Regions from separate parts of the Muntiacus reevesi genome. Here region 1 is linked to region 2. Evidence: chromatin contacts called from public Hi-C data. All regions are on one chromosome and are shown on one strand. Each heading gives the region's core, a stretch centred on a gene start, on an enhancer-like site or on the middle of the called end of the contact. The rest is flanking DNA. Distances are from core to core; before and after follow the strand shown.

Region 1 (6,117 bases), core at 2,613-5,112, 1.3 Mb before region 2:
GCATACATGAAAACTGCCTATGCAACTCAAACAGCAGCAGATCTGTAGCCCAGGGATAAAGAGGCTGATAAAGTCACCATGGTGATGTGACATTCTATCTTTGGGGTTCCATGCTTTTAGGGATACAATTAGACACCAGGAAAACCCCTGGCCTCCCTACTCACTCCTACAAAGGAAGGGAACAGAATTGTAACAGATAAGATTTTACATTAATAGAAATTAAGTATTCCTGTATAAGTGACTGCAGTTTTAAGTCACCCCAATTCAACCAAACCATCATTTTTAAGGTTAAATGTACTAGCAACTACTCATTCAGCAGATAGATACTTATTGCGCACCTATAGCGCACCTGACTGATAGAGAAACATGGGTAAAACAAGGTCTAGTCCAGGCTCTCAGCATTTCTACTGAGATGTGAACCCAGAAGCCAACCTGTGTGCCTGCCACTAACTGGCAGTGTGGTCTCTGGGAGCTATTTTAATTGTCCCGAGAGGCTCTTCACCCACAAAAGGGAACACCAATCACTACCCACCTCAGGATTAAAATAGTCAAGAGTAAATGTGACGCAAGTTCAGAGAGAAGTTCGTGGCCTTGACCCAGCACCATCTGGAGCCACAGGAAATCATGTATGATTCTCCTGGCAACTATATGCTAAGCTTAGAGATGGAAATACCAGACTATCACAATCTGCTAACAACCACTCATTAAAAATCTACTAATCCCCTTTGTACAGTGCCAGATCATAACTAGATTTACGGGAGGGGTCACTTTCTAGTACACAGAAATATGGACAGTACTAGTATATAGTACCTTCTAGTATATAGAAATATGGTCAATCATATTCCGCTCCCCCCGCCCAAAATCAACTAATCCCTTTGCATTCATTCCAGAACAATCATAATTGTACTTTCTACATGCATCATGCTGCTAGAACACCATCACCAGTCAACACAGAAACATGCAGGGAGCTTCAGTAGTTGAATTTCATGAAAAAAGGGAAGGGAATGGGATTCTGGATAATGTACTCTTGGGAGTTTATTATTGCCACTATTGGACACAATCAGAAGCAAGTTTCTGGCCCAAATCCTGGACTGTGTTGATGCCAAGTCATGTCTTAATTCTTTCATCAGCACCTGAGAGACCCAGCTGTATCCCCAGGCACAACACCACAGCTTGGAGTCAGATCCCTGACCTTGAACACTGAACCCTCTCCCTCATCAGCTGGGTCACTTTGAGCTGGCCAGTTAACCTCCAGAGACGAGACTTGCCATCTGTAAAACCAAGGGTATAGAGCCTACACCTGGAGAGCTATTAGGCGGATTAAGTCAGGGAACACATGGAGAAAGTGCTTAAAACAGGCACACTCTCTAAGTGCCGAATAATGAATATTATTATTAGCCTCTTCTTAGAAAGCAGGTTACATAGTGCCTTCCCCCCTCTGTTCTTCTTCCTATTTCTTTTTCTAGTGTCTTCTTACATGCCTTTGTTTTTAAATGACAATACTGACAGCTAGTATTACCTACAGACATAATGACACTCAGGAAGAGATTGCCTGGTTTAAACTGACTTACATTTACAAAGTCTGAGAGCAATTTTGAAAAGCCAACAGTAACTCTCATACTTAGATACACCATACTGTCATCCTATTTTAATAACCTAGTACTATGTTGATGTATCTAATTATTTGGCACAGGCAGAAAAAGATTTCATCTTGATTTCAGACCAGAAATAAGGGACTTATGTTATGAATTTGACTTTAATCTCTAGAAAAGTTTCTATCCCTTTCATTAGTATTTACCATGTCATCTTTCCACAATTTAGCAGGGAGAGAATATACAAATCGACACCCTAGAGCTTCCAAAAGAAATCAACTCCTCTCCCTGAGCAAATTGTTGTTAAACAGTAGTTTAACATCAGCTCATTAACAAACTGTGGCAAATTCTAAGTATGTACTGAACAGGCTGACATTTTATTGCAGATTTTCATTGGGCAAATTGGATTTGCAAAAGCAGAAATTTTATTTTGATTCAAAAAAAGAATACTCAATAGCATTACAAATGTAAACTAACAAGCAAATTTGAAAAAAAAATTTACAAAGGATGAAGGAAAACAGAATTTTGCTTTATACAGAATGAAGAAAAACAGGCAATTTTATTAATAATTTCATAAGCTGAAATAAATAATAATCACCAGTGCACAAGGTAACAAGTCTTTCCACTTCAATCAAGGGTCTTGAAAATATGAAAATGGCAAGGAAACAGCCCTGAAATTCTAAGCAAAGGACCCTGTATTAACATACGAATAGTTAGTCTTTTCAGGTTTAATTTTGTAAAGGCTTAACTTTTTGCACTTAAAATACTGTTAAGCCTCAAGGTTACATTCCAATTTTTTTTTATTTTTTGCTGTCTACTGGGATGTAGGCTACCTACAATAGTTTCAAAACGAAGCAAAAACCTGGCAAGCAGAAGAAAAAAAGCTTTGAAATGCAAGTTACTGAAGCCATTCCTAAGAATCTGCCTTTAAGCTTAATGTCACACTTTTTATTAGGATACTAACTTTGTCCCGCGAGGCAACAAATACAGTCTTACAAACTTAAAAATCCTGTCATCATAACCACCGTTAAAGGAACTTTTTACATATTTCTAGTTTTCAGTCATTCTTAATCTTACTGAAAGATGAGGAAATCGCTTAGAAATACGAAATCACTTATCCAAAATTACAGTGATTCAAGATTTGTAGGGCGGGCTTGGGAACCGAGGGCTCTGAACATAAGCTCCGCAATACCGGTCTGATTCTCAAGCAGTTGAGTTAGCAAAAAATCTCCGTTTTGTATCGTGAAATGTATCAAGATATAAACTCCTACATTAGACGTTAAAATTCCAACCAGTTTTGCAATCCTCAAATTCGTATTTTACACAATCTGCTCGGGGTCCCCCAAACAGAACATGAGATCATGAGAATTCGTAACTCAAAGATTGAAGGAATTAAGTGCAATTACCTTTCTAATTTCATCCAGCACCATTTCAAAGGACTTTTTGTCCATCTTGACTACTATCTCGAAGAGGTTTTAACCAGTTACAGTTTCAATTACAAAACGTTCATCCCCGGTCCGCTCCGAGAGTAAAAAATGTTCCCAGCCAAGGAGAAAGACTCAAGGAGCAGGAGGAAGGATGCGCCAAGAGGTAGAGGACTTCAAAGTCTGCAAAAATTTCTAAAAATGGGGACTTATAAAAACTTTTTATTAAAAAACAAAACAAAACCCGTCAGGCTTCCCCGGCTTTTTTACACAAAGCTTCAGGACCGCTTGGGGAAGAGCCGGGTCCTCTGAGTCCCGCAGAGAAAACCCGGCGTTCGGTGGCCGGAGGCAGAGCGTCTGTCCCCGCAGAGCAAGGCCAGAAGCCGCCAGAGGAAGATCGGGGAAGCCGCCTTCCCGGGTGCAGCGGCCCGAAAAGCAGAGGCACCCGCGCCCCGAATCCTGTGGCCGGCGAGGAGGGAGGCACCGGCTTCTCGGCCCGCACCAGCGTCTCGGCTGCCCCTCACCGCCGCGAAGCTGGCCTCATGGCCCGGCTCTCGCTCACTCCCCGCAGCTACCGCCGGACTCCTGGGTCCCGCAGCCCGGGCAGCGGCGGCCTGGCCGGCTCTTTGTTACCATCTGCCACCGCTTCCGGGAGCGGGCCGGCGGCCGGCGAGCAACGGGAGCCGGGCGAAGGGGGTCACGGTCTCGGGTAGGGGGGCTCCCGAACACCGCAGCGCCAACAGCGCCGGGAGCGCTTCCTGGTTACCCCCACGGCTTCCCCCGGCTCGTGGGGGACCTTCGATGGAGCCCGTCGCGCCCGAGTCAACTCAACTCTGCGCCGCCAGATTAGGCCCCTCTCTCCAGAGAGCCCAAGAAGGGGTCCTGGTGTGGGAATGTAGGTGTCCCTGTCAGATGCCTGTAGGTCTCGGAATTGGATACGGTAGAAGTCCTTACCCAAAGCCTGGAAGTTATTTTTGAAGGGTCATGCCCTTAATTCTAGAGTTTGATTGTGCTCGTTTTTGATTGGTAAGTCCAAATTTAAAAGAATGTACGTCGAGTGGTTAAGGCATATCCACGGGCACCCCGATTTTGCTGGACTGGAGAGGTCCACCGCTTGGATGGGCGGAAGGGCGGTCACGTGGTAAGCCCGGGGCTTGTGACGTGGAGGTGGGGAGGGAACGCGCTGGGAATGCGGAATCCCAGTGGGGACTGTGTTTCGCTGTGATGTCCCGTGGTTTCTGGTTCTGAAACCTCGGGCACCCGGGGTAGGCGCTTTGGAGCTAAGAGCTCACTGCCGCGACGAACTGCGAGGACCTGAGACTGTCCTCCGGCCCCCAGCCGCCCGCCAGTCCTGCCTCGCCAGTCTTCCCGTCCGGTCATGACGAGATTCTGGGTCTGCATAGCCGGCGCTGGCTTCTTCCTAGCGCTTCTGGTTTTGCATTCGCGGTTCTGTGCCTCTCGGGTGAGCTGGATGGTTAGGAAATGGCTTCTCGGGTAGCAGCACTCTTGGGAGGTGGTCTTGGGATGGAGATGGAGCTGGTTCTCTCACTGGCTGGTCTCAAAACTGCACCTGAGGCCGAACCGCCGACGAGTTGCCTCTTGGCGTTGAAAAGTTTGTAAAGTGGTGTGTGTGTTCGGTTGGGTCTCACTCTTTGCGACCTCATGGACTGTAGCCAGCTGGGCTCCTCCGTCCTTGGGATTCTCCAGGCAAGAATACTGGAGTGGGTTGCCATGTCCTCCTTTAGGGGATCTTCCCCACACAGGGAGAGAACCTTGGTCTCAGGCATTGCAGACAAGATTCTTTACAGTCTGAGCCTCCAGGCAAGTACACTGTCAGTTTCCTTATTTTCTCTTCCTCCCCAGCTCCCACCACATCTGCACTTGGCTTTTAAAGTTTCCTGGAGAGCTGAGGAGATTCTTTACCGGCTGGATGTGGATTGGCCGAAGTATTCAGAATACTTCACTGGAGCAACATTTTGTGTTGGAGTTGACTCCCTCAACGGATTGGTTTATGTAGCCCAGGTAAGTAAAACTGGGATTTTTGTTTTTAAAGTTATGAACGCAAAGAAAACAGCTTTCCTATGTTACTGTACCAAGTATCTGTGTACGTTTATGTTACGCCAATTGTGGAATTTGTTTTTTTTAGTTAAAGTTAGTGTTTTGGTTTTGAGCTTGATAGGGGTTAATATTGTTTGGTTTTGTAAACATTACATCATATCTTGGTTAACCTTTGACTTCTGTTTCTCCTTGTGAAAATAATGATTGCTTCCTTAAAATTGATCATATCTAAGCAGTTATTTTTGTATACCTTCAGAGAGGGGATAACATCCCAAAGGTATTAGTGTTCACAGAGGATGGATATTTCCTACGAGCCTGGAATTATACAGTTGACACACCTCATGGTATATTTGCAGCCAGTACACCACAGGAAAAATCCGTCTGGATCACGGATGTAGGAAGTGGTATGTGTAGTAATCTCTCTTAAATTATCTTGCTAGAAACCTCCTCTTTGCCCATGTTCTTGCTTGTCCATTTTGAAATCAGAGTGGCTGAATCTATTTGTAATTTCTTCAGTGATTTGTGAAATTGCCTTTCTAAATTTTTATATTGTAGTTATGTGTAATTGAGACATTTAACAAGGAGGCTATCATTATTGTGATCTTTCCTTTAACTTGTCACAGGACTTTTGCCTGTTAAAATATCAGTTGCTCTTCTTAGACTACTTCTGTGAAGGCAAATAAATTGGTAGTCTCTAAAAGCTTATAAATGGGGTCTTTGCCTGTTGTTTCCCTTTACCACTTGTCTGAGAGATTTTGCTGAGAAACCAGAACTGCATTCTTGCCCAGAGTGCAAAATTTGCGGAAACTGCTGGTGGTGTGAATGCTTCTGAAGTCCTACTGACTTTAGCATGTCTGAAACCTTTCCATTAAATAATTTTATTAGAGTGTGCAGGTGGTGCTAGTGGTAAAGAACCCAGCTGTCATTGCAGGAGACGTAAGAGACTTGGGTTTGATCCCTAAGGTGGGAAGATCCCCTGGGGGAGGACATGGCAACCCACTCCAGTATTCTTGTCTGGAGAATCTCAGGGACCAGGGAGCCTG
Region 2 (6,063 bases), core at 3,071-5,570:
CAACTGTTAGGTCTTACTGTTGAAGTAACCTATTAACCTATATTAAGTGTTCCAAATAATTTCAAAACAAAAACAAAACACAGAGCCAGAACTCACAATATTACTTCCCAAGCTCTAGAAAACTTTCTGTATGAGAAGAGAAAAAAAAAAAAAAATCATAGAAATGAAGTTTCACTATTTATAAATACTGTACATGGTTTAAAAGATCCCGGGTTTTCCAAAAGTCTCAGCTTCCACTTTGTGTGTAGCCTTATGACAGCTCTAAGCAATATTCAAACAAGTATAGAGAAGATTTGCCATACCATTCCTACAAACACAAATGCATATCCCACAAATACAACAAGTCTTTAAGGAACTAAAAGTTTCTGAACTTTTCAACAGCTTTCCAACTATTCTGTCCTATGCAAATCACTTTCAAATTCTCAGGCAGGCCTCAGGAAGTGAAGCACAACAAACTATATTTAATTAAATATTCAATCTAATTCCCTACAGTAAATCACAGGAAATAACTTAGTTCCAAAGCAGCCTCTCCTAAAGCAGTCAAGTTTGGGTTAATTTGCATTTTAGAATTGAATTTTTTTTTCAAGCTAAAAGTCATAGTAAAATTTCTCCTTTTTATGAATCTTTAAAACACAGTGAGTCTTTCAGATCTGAGAGTGAAACTTGGTTTTAACAAGTAACTCATTTTTATGAAAACTCCAACCAGAAGATGAGTTATGAGTTAGAAAACACTTCAGGTTGTTTCTTTTCTTCTTAAAATACCCTTTTACTCAAAGTGAAAATGCACTTGCTGTAATCTGACTTGCACCAACTGACTGATACACCTGAAACATTTCCTCAGTTGAGAATGGCAACCTGCTCCCTCCCAAAGCCCCAGGAGGTTTCTACTGGGAACTGCTACTGCTAGGAGCCACCACTGGGCCTCTAATTCTGGACCAATAATTCTTACTAACATTTAAAAGATCTTCCAGCTCTAAGCAGTACATTTTCTTTAATTATAATTGCATTTAGGAAAAAAATTAAAACAAGTAAGAACCTAATATAAATGGCTTGAGAGGGTGATTTTAGCCTTAGAATCTTTTATTTTTAAAGCACTTAAAAAAAAATAAAAACATTTAAGCTATATTCCTAGTTTAAGAATGTCTTAAGGCCACATGAGAGGAGAAACTAAAAATAATTCCCAAATTTTGCCTTCCCCTATCTTCAAAGAAAGGCACTCCAACAAGCTGAAGTAGGCTGTATCCATTTCCAAGGACACGCAAAAACGGTGTTAAGTACAATGATTTAAAAAAAGGGGGTTTTTTTTAATAGCAAATGCTTTATAAAAGCTCAAACAGAATTAATAAATAAGTCAAGTACTTAAATTCAAATGTTAAAGTAAAAGTGAATTTGGCAGACATCCTCTATTTTCTAACTTAAAAGAATATACACCGCGCATAAAGTACAGAGGCTCTTTACCTCTTAGAAGCACTTGGTAAAATGGCATGTAATACCTAGTAATGAATGAGATTATATGTGAGGCTTTTACTCTAAAAAACACTTCGGAAGAAATAAGATCCTGGCTCCTTATCCACGAGTTTCAATACGATGTGATTAACTTAACCTTTCCGACACACATTAACCACTGGGATGACACTGTATGTAAAACAATCTTGGTGTAACAAGTGCGCAGCAAAGAAAATTACTATGCTGTACAGTCCAGATGAAGGGTGAGGAGGAGTCTGGCTCAACTACAGAACCTTGACATCCATCCTTCCACCTGTGACACTGAGCAACTGCCAGATTCTGGAAGCCGTAGGGCGGACGGAAGGCCAGTCAGCCTCCCCTGAGCCCGCCCTCCTGAGCACCCCAGGGCCTTCTCCACCTCGGTGGAGGGATGGACCTGCCCCTCCAGGATCTCTCCAGATGGGTATCTGTCTGTTTCTCTCAGAAAGACAAAAGGGGCCAGAGGCACTTCATCTACAGGGTCTCCATCGAGGCAGGAGGTCCCTCCGGTTCCCTAGATTCGAACCTCCACTCTAACTCCCCCAAAATACTGGTCTCAAAGCCCCCTGCCTTGCCTCTCGGATCTGCACCTCCGTACTAAGATGGGAAAGCAACAGAGGACACATTTTCCCAAACCCGGTCATCCAGGGGAGCCTCTCCGTGCCTAATTAAAGGCCTTGAGCCTAGGGCGAGGCCAAGTTTGCGGGGCACTTCCTGGCGCGGAGAAGCGCTGGCCTCGCCGCCCCGCGGCCGGGGCCAGGCGGCGCGCGCGGCCAGAACGCGCTGGCCCTTTAAAGGCGCAAGCTTCCTGCGCCCGCGGCCCCTCCCTCGCCGTCGCCAGCTCCCGCCCCCGCCGAGGGTCACACTTGAACTTTAGCTCGCCTCGCGCGGCCGGGCGCCGGCGCTCCGCCGGCGGTGGCCGCCCCTTCGCACGTGTCGGAGGCGCTACCTCTGGCTGGGCGCGCCCGGCCCCCGGCACTCGAGGCCACTTCCAAACGCAATCAAAACAAAACAAAATGCACGCGGGCCTCCCGAAACTGCGCGGTCGGCCCCACGGGCCTCCCGGCTGGCGCCCCGCCGTTCCCCTCCACCTGCAGCTCCGTCCCCGGGCGGCGGGGCTCTGAGGCCCCCATCGCCGGGCCCTCCTCCGCCCCGCGCGGCGGAAACGGCTCCGCGGGGCGTCCCGGGGCTTGGGGGTGGGGGACGCCCGCCGCGTGGGCGGCGGGGAGCCGCCCTCACCCCCGATGTCCTGGGGGATGGGGAGCGGGAATATGAGCAGCGGCCAGAGTCCGCGCGAGCCGAAGGGGAACAGCTCCCAGTGGACCCCCCGCCCCACCCCTCTCTTTCACGGGCGAACTTTTCTGGCCGCTTGGAGGTCCACTTCTTGGCGTCCGTTTCCTCACCCCCTCTGGTCCCAGCGAGCCCCTTCCCGGTCCCGCTCCAACTCTCACTAGAGCGCGCGCGCACACACTCAGTCCTGTCCCCCCACCCCCGACGGGTCCCGGGCAAGCCCACGACCCACCTCTGCCACTCTCGCCATCACTCTGCACGCGCTGCCCGCGTGCCTTGCACTTTCAGGCCAAGCGCACTTGCACCGGCGAGCGCCCCCCCCCCCGCCCCCATCCTCCTGATCCTCAGCCCCTCCGCGACCTCGGGCGGAGGCCGGCGCCCCCGGACACCCACCCGCCCCTCCCGCTTCGGCCGTGCGCCCAAAGGCCGCTCACCTTCCAGCCCGCCGAGCTGTTGCTGTCGCCCTTATCCTTGAAGTAGGGCACGCTCTTGACCATCCACTCGTAGATCTGCGACAGCGTGAGTCGCTTCTCGGCCGAGCTCTCGATGGCCTTGGTGATGAGGTCGGCGTAGGACAGGTTGCCCCACGCGTTGCGGCGGGATGAGCTGCTCTTGCGCGGCTGCCCCGCGAGCGGCCCGCCGGCGGCGGCCGCGGCGGCGGCGGGAGGCACAGGCGGGTGCTGCGACAGCGGGCCGGGCGGCGGGGGCTGCGGCGGCGCCGGGTGCAGGCAGCCCGCCTCTGGGCCCTGGAAGTCGCCGCACAGACCCCCGGTGGCGGCAGCTGCGGCCGCTGCGGCCGCCGCCGCCACCGCCGCGGCCGCGGCCGCGGCCGCCGCTACGGAGCCGGGCGCCTGCTGGAAGTCCCCGCTCTCCTCCAGCAGGCTCAGGTTGCTCATGAAGTCGGTGTTGACAGCGGCCGCCGAGGCCGAGGGCAGGCCCGCGGCGCCGTCGGGGTTCGCCGCCGCGCCGCCCGACGGCGCCGGGCTGGAGGTAGCCGAGTTGGACTGGCTAAACTCCGGCCGGGGCAGCGGCCAGGTGCACGAGCGCGGCCGGGGCAGCGGCTCGAAGTCCGGGTCGATCTCCACCACCTGGGGCGCTTCGGCCATGGTGACCCCCCCACCCTTCCCCCAGCCGCGGGACTTGCCCAGAAGTGAGAAAAGCGCAGCACCGGGCGGGGGGGGAGAGAGGGCGCCGAGAGCCGGTCCGAGATCTGCGGGAAGGGGTGAGGTCGGTGCAGCGAGCGGACGGAAACCGGGAGGGAGGCGCGGCGGCGGCGGAGTGGAAGCGCGAGCTCAGAACTTAACTTCACGGCTCCGTCCGCATCTAGGCGCCTCCGGGTTCGCTGCACTGACTGGACGGCAGGCCAGAGTCGTCGGGGCCCCGACAGCGCTGGCGTCGCGCTCCCCGCCGAACGAAGGGCGAACGGACGGACACCGCGGGCCGCTCGCTCTCCCCGGGCGGGCGCGACCGCGGCGCTGCTGCCTGTTGAATGCGGCGGCGGCGGCGGCAGCTGCAGCGACTACGCGGCCGCCCCGACTTACGGGATCTGCCGCCGCCCCCCGCCGGCGGCGGCGGCGGCGCGCGCGCCGGCCCGCCCCTGACGGACGGCCCCCGCAACCAATGAAAGTGCGGCGGCAGCGCCCGGGCCGCCAATGGGCGCCGGCCTGGGCGGGGCTCAGTTTTCCACGGGGAGGCAGCAGTGGGTTGGTGGGGGGTAGTGGGGTGTTTTTCTATTTCACATGAACACTCTCCCTCGCTCGCTCGCTCTCTTTTTTTTTTTTTTGGCTCTCTGTTATTATTTTCTGGTAATTCTCGAGTGTTTCTGTGAGTCTCTCGCCCTCTCAGTGTTTTGATTGCTAGGAGGCAAACCAACGTGGAGGCGGCGGCGACACTTTGTTTACTACTGAGGAGCCCAGTCGAGTACTCGGGAAGCCCGAGTGGAACGAGCCGCCCGCTTCGCCTCGACCTGCGCTCGGGAGCCCGAAGCTGGGCCGGGCGGGGGCCGGGGACGCTCGGCGCTCAGGGGGCCGCCGGGTGGGTGGGTGGGCAGGCGGAGGCGGCCTCGTCGGAGTTCTGCTCACTCGCCCCCTCTCGACTCCGCCCACGATTTCTCTGCAGAGAAACGTGGGCAAGTCGGTGGGTTTTGTTTTTGTTTGGTTTAGTTGGTGGTTTTTTTTTTTTTCCCCTTTCCCTACGATGTGTAGAGTCTCCGGCCCCGGGCGCGGGCCGGACACACGCTTGTCCCCACCCTCGCGCGGTGCCGGGGTTCTGACTGCCGAGTCGGCGCGGAAGACTCAGCCGGGAACCCACCTATCCGCACCCGCGAGTTGAGCCTCGGCGGTCGGTGTAGACTAGTTGGGGGGGAGGGGGGGGAGCCGTTAGCCAGCCGAGCCGCCGCGAGCCGGGTTCACTCCAGTCTTGACCTAAGACTAGAAATGAGGGAAGGGGGCTCGGCGCCGGCCGAAGATAGTTGCTCATGCACACGCACCCTCAGACCCGAAGGCAGCCTCAACCCCCGTGCCCTCCGTGGGAACCTGTTCCCCTGGGCGGGAACCTCAGACTGTCCACTGAGTCAGTCCCGGACGACAGGGAAGGCGGGGTCAGAGGAGAGCACTTAGGAAGAGCCTTGTCACTTTATTACTTACTTACGCTGAGTTCGTTTGTTTGCTTGTCATTGCTTTGCTATTTAGAATGCAAGTGCTGAGACGTTGAGAAGGGAAAACCTAACAGGGGACAGAACCAAAGGCTGGGGCGCAGCCCTGCCCCACCCCCAGGTGTTGCTTTAGGCTGCTTGTCCCGCGTGTCAATCACCGCCCCCTCCCATCCCACCCCACCTCGCTCCATCTGGGCTCTAGGTCCAGGCTGTCCTGCCAAGATCAGTGGGGACCAAACGAAGACAATGGCCCTTGTGTCTCAAGGAGCAGAAGAAATACTTGTCAAGTTTTGTTTTGCTTTTTTTAGAAGGAATATGGAAGGCATTTCCTTTCAGAGACAGGGCATCACTGAAGATGTAAGACTGACGGTGGAGTTTTAAATAGCTTTGTCCAAAATGACAGCTTCCAATGCACTACCACCACTCCACCCCCGGCAAAAAAAAAAAAAAAACCTCTTTATGACAGTTCTTCAATTGAATAAGTGGCATCTAAAGCAAAGGAGGCCTCGTTTAGAAAAGTTTGAAAAGACTTAGAGAAAAATTTGGTCCTCGTTGACATTCTCACTGGTCCAAACTCCGATTTCTTCATAATCCGATTATCACAACAGCTTCCCACTGATACTGGGGGTGACTGG

The links. A called contact is a pair of places that touch in the nucleus more often than the background predicts.
Region 1: a contact with region 2 is called in a Hi-C map of muscle, with 5 times the contacts expected there. The contact joins the promoter of PROSER1 here to the promoter of FOXO1 in region 2. A contact is called at or near these places in 2 of 3 Hi-C or Micro-C datasets (blood and muscle).

The regions. Positions count from the first base shown.
Region 1 is chr11:21,658,652-21,664,768 of mMunRee1.1, reverse strand. It overlaps PROSER1 (proline and serine rich 1), which reads right to left and starts at 3,862. Exons shown (of 13, transcript XM_065902110.1): 1 at 2,999-3,862. The coding sequence starts at 3,043. NHLRC3 (NHL repeat containing 3) reads left to right here and starts at 4,190. Exons shown (of 7, transcript XM_065902086.1): 1 at 4,190-4,478; 2 at 4,880-5,038; 3 at 5,331-5,478. The coding sequence starts at 4,395.
Region 2 is chr11:20,380,479-20,386,541 of mMunRee1.1, reverse strand. FOXO1 (forkhead box O1) reads right to left here and starts at 4,320. Exons shown (of 3, transcript XM_065901954.1): 1 at 3,210-4,320. The coding sequence starts at 3,881.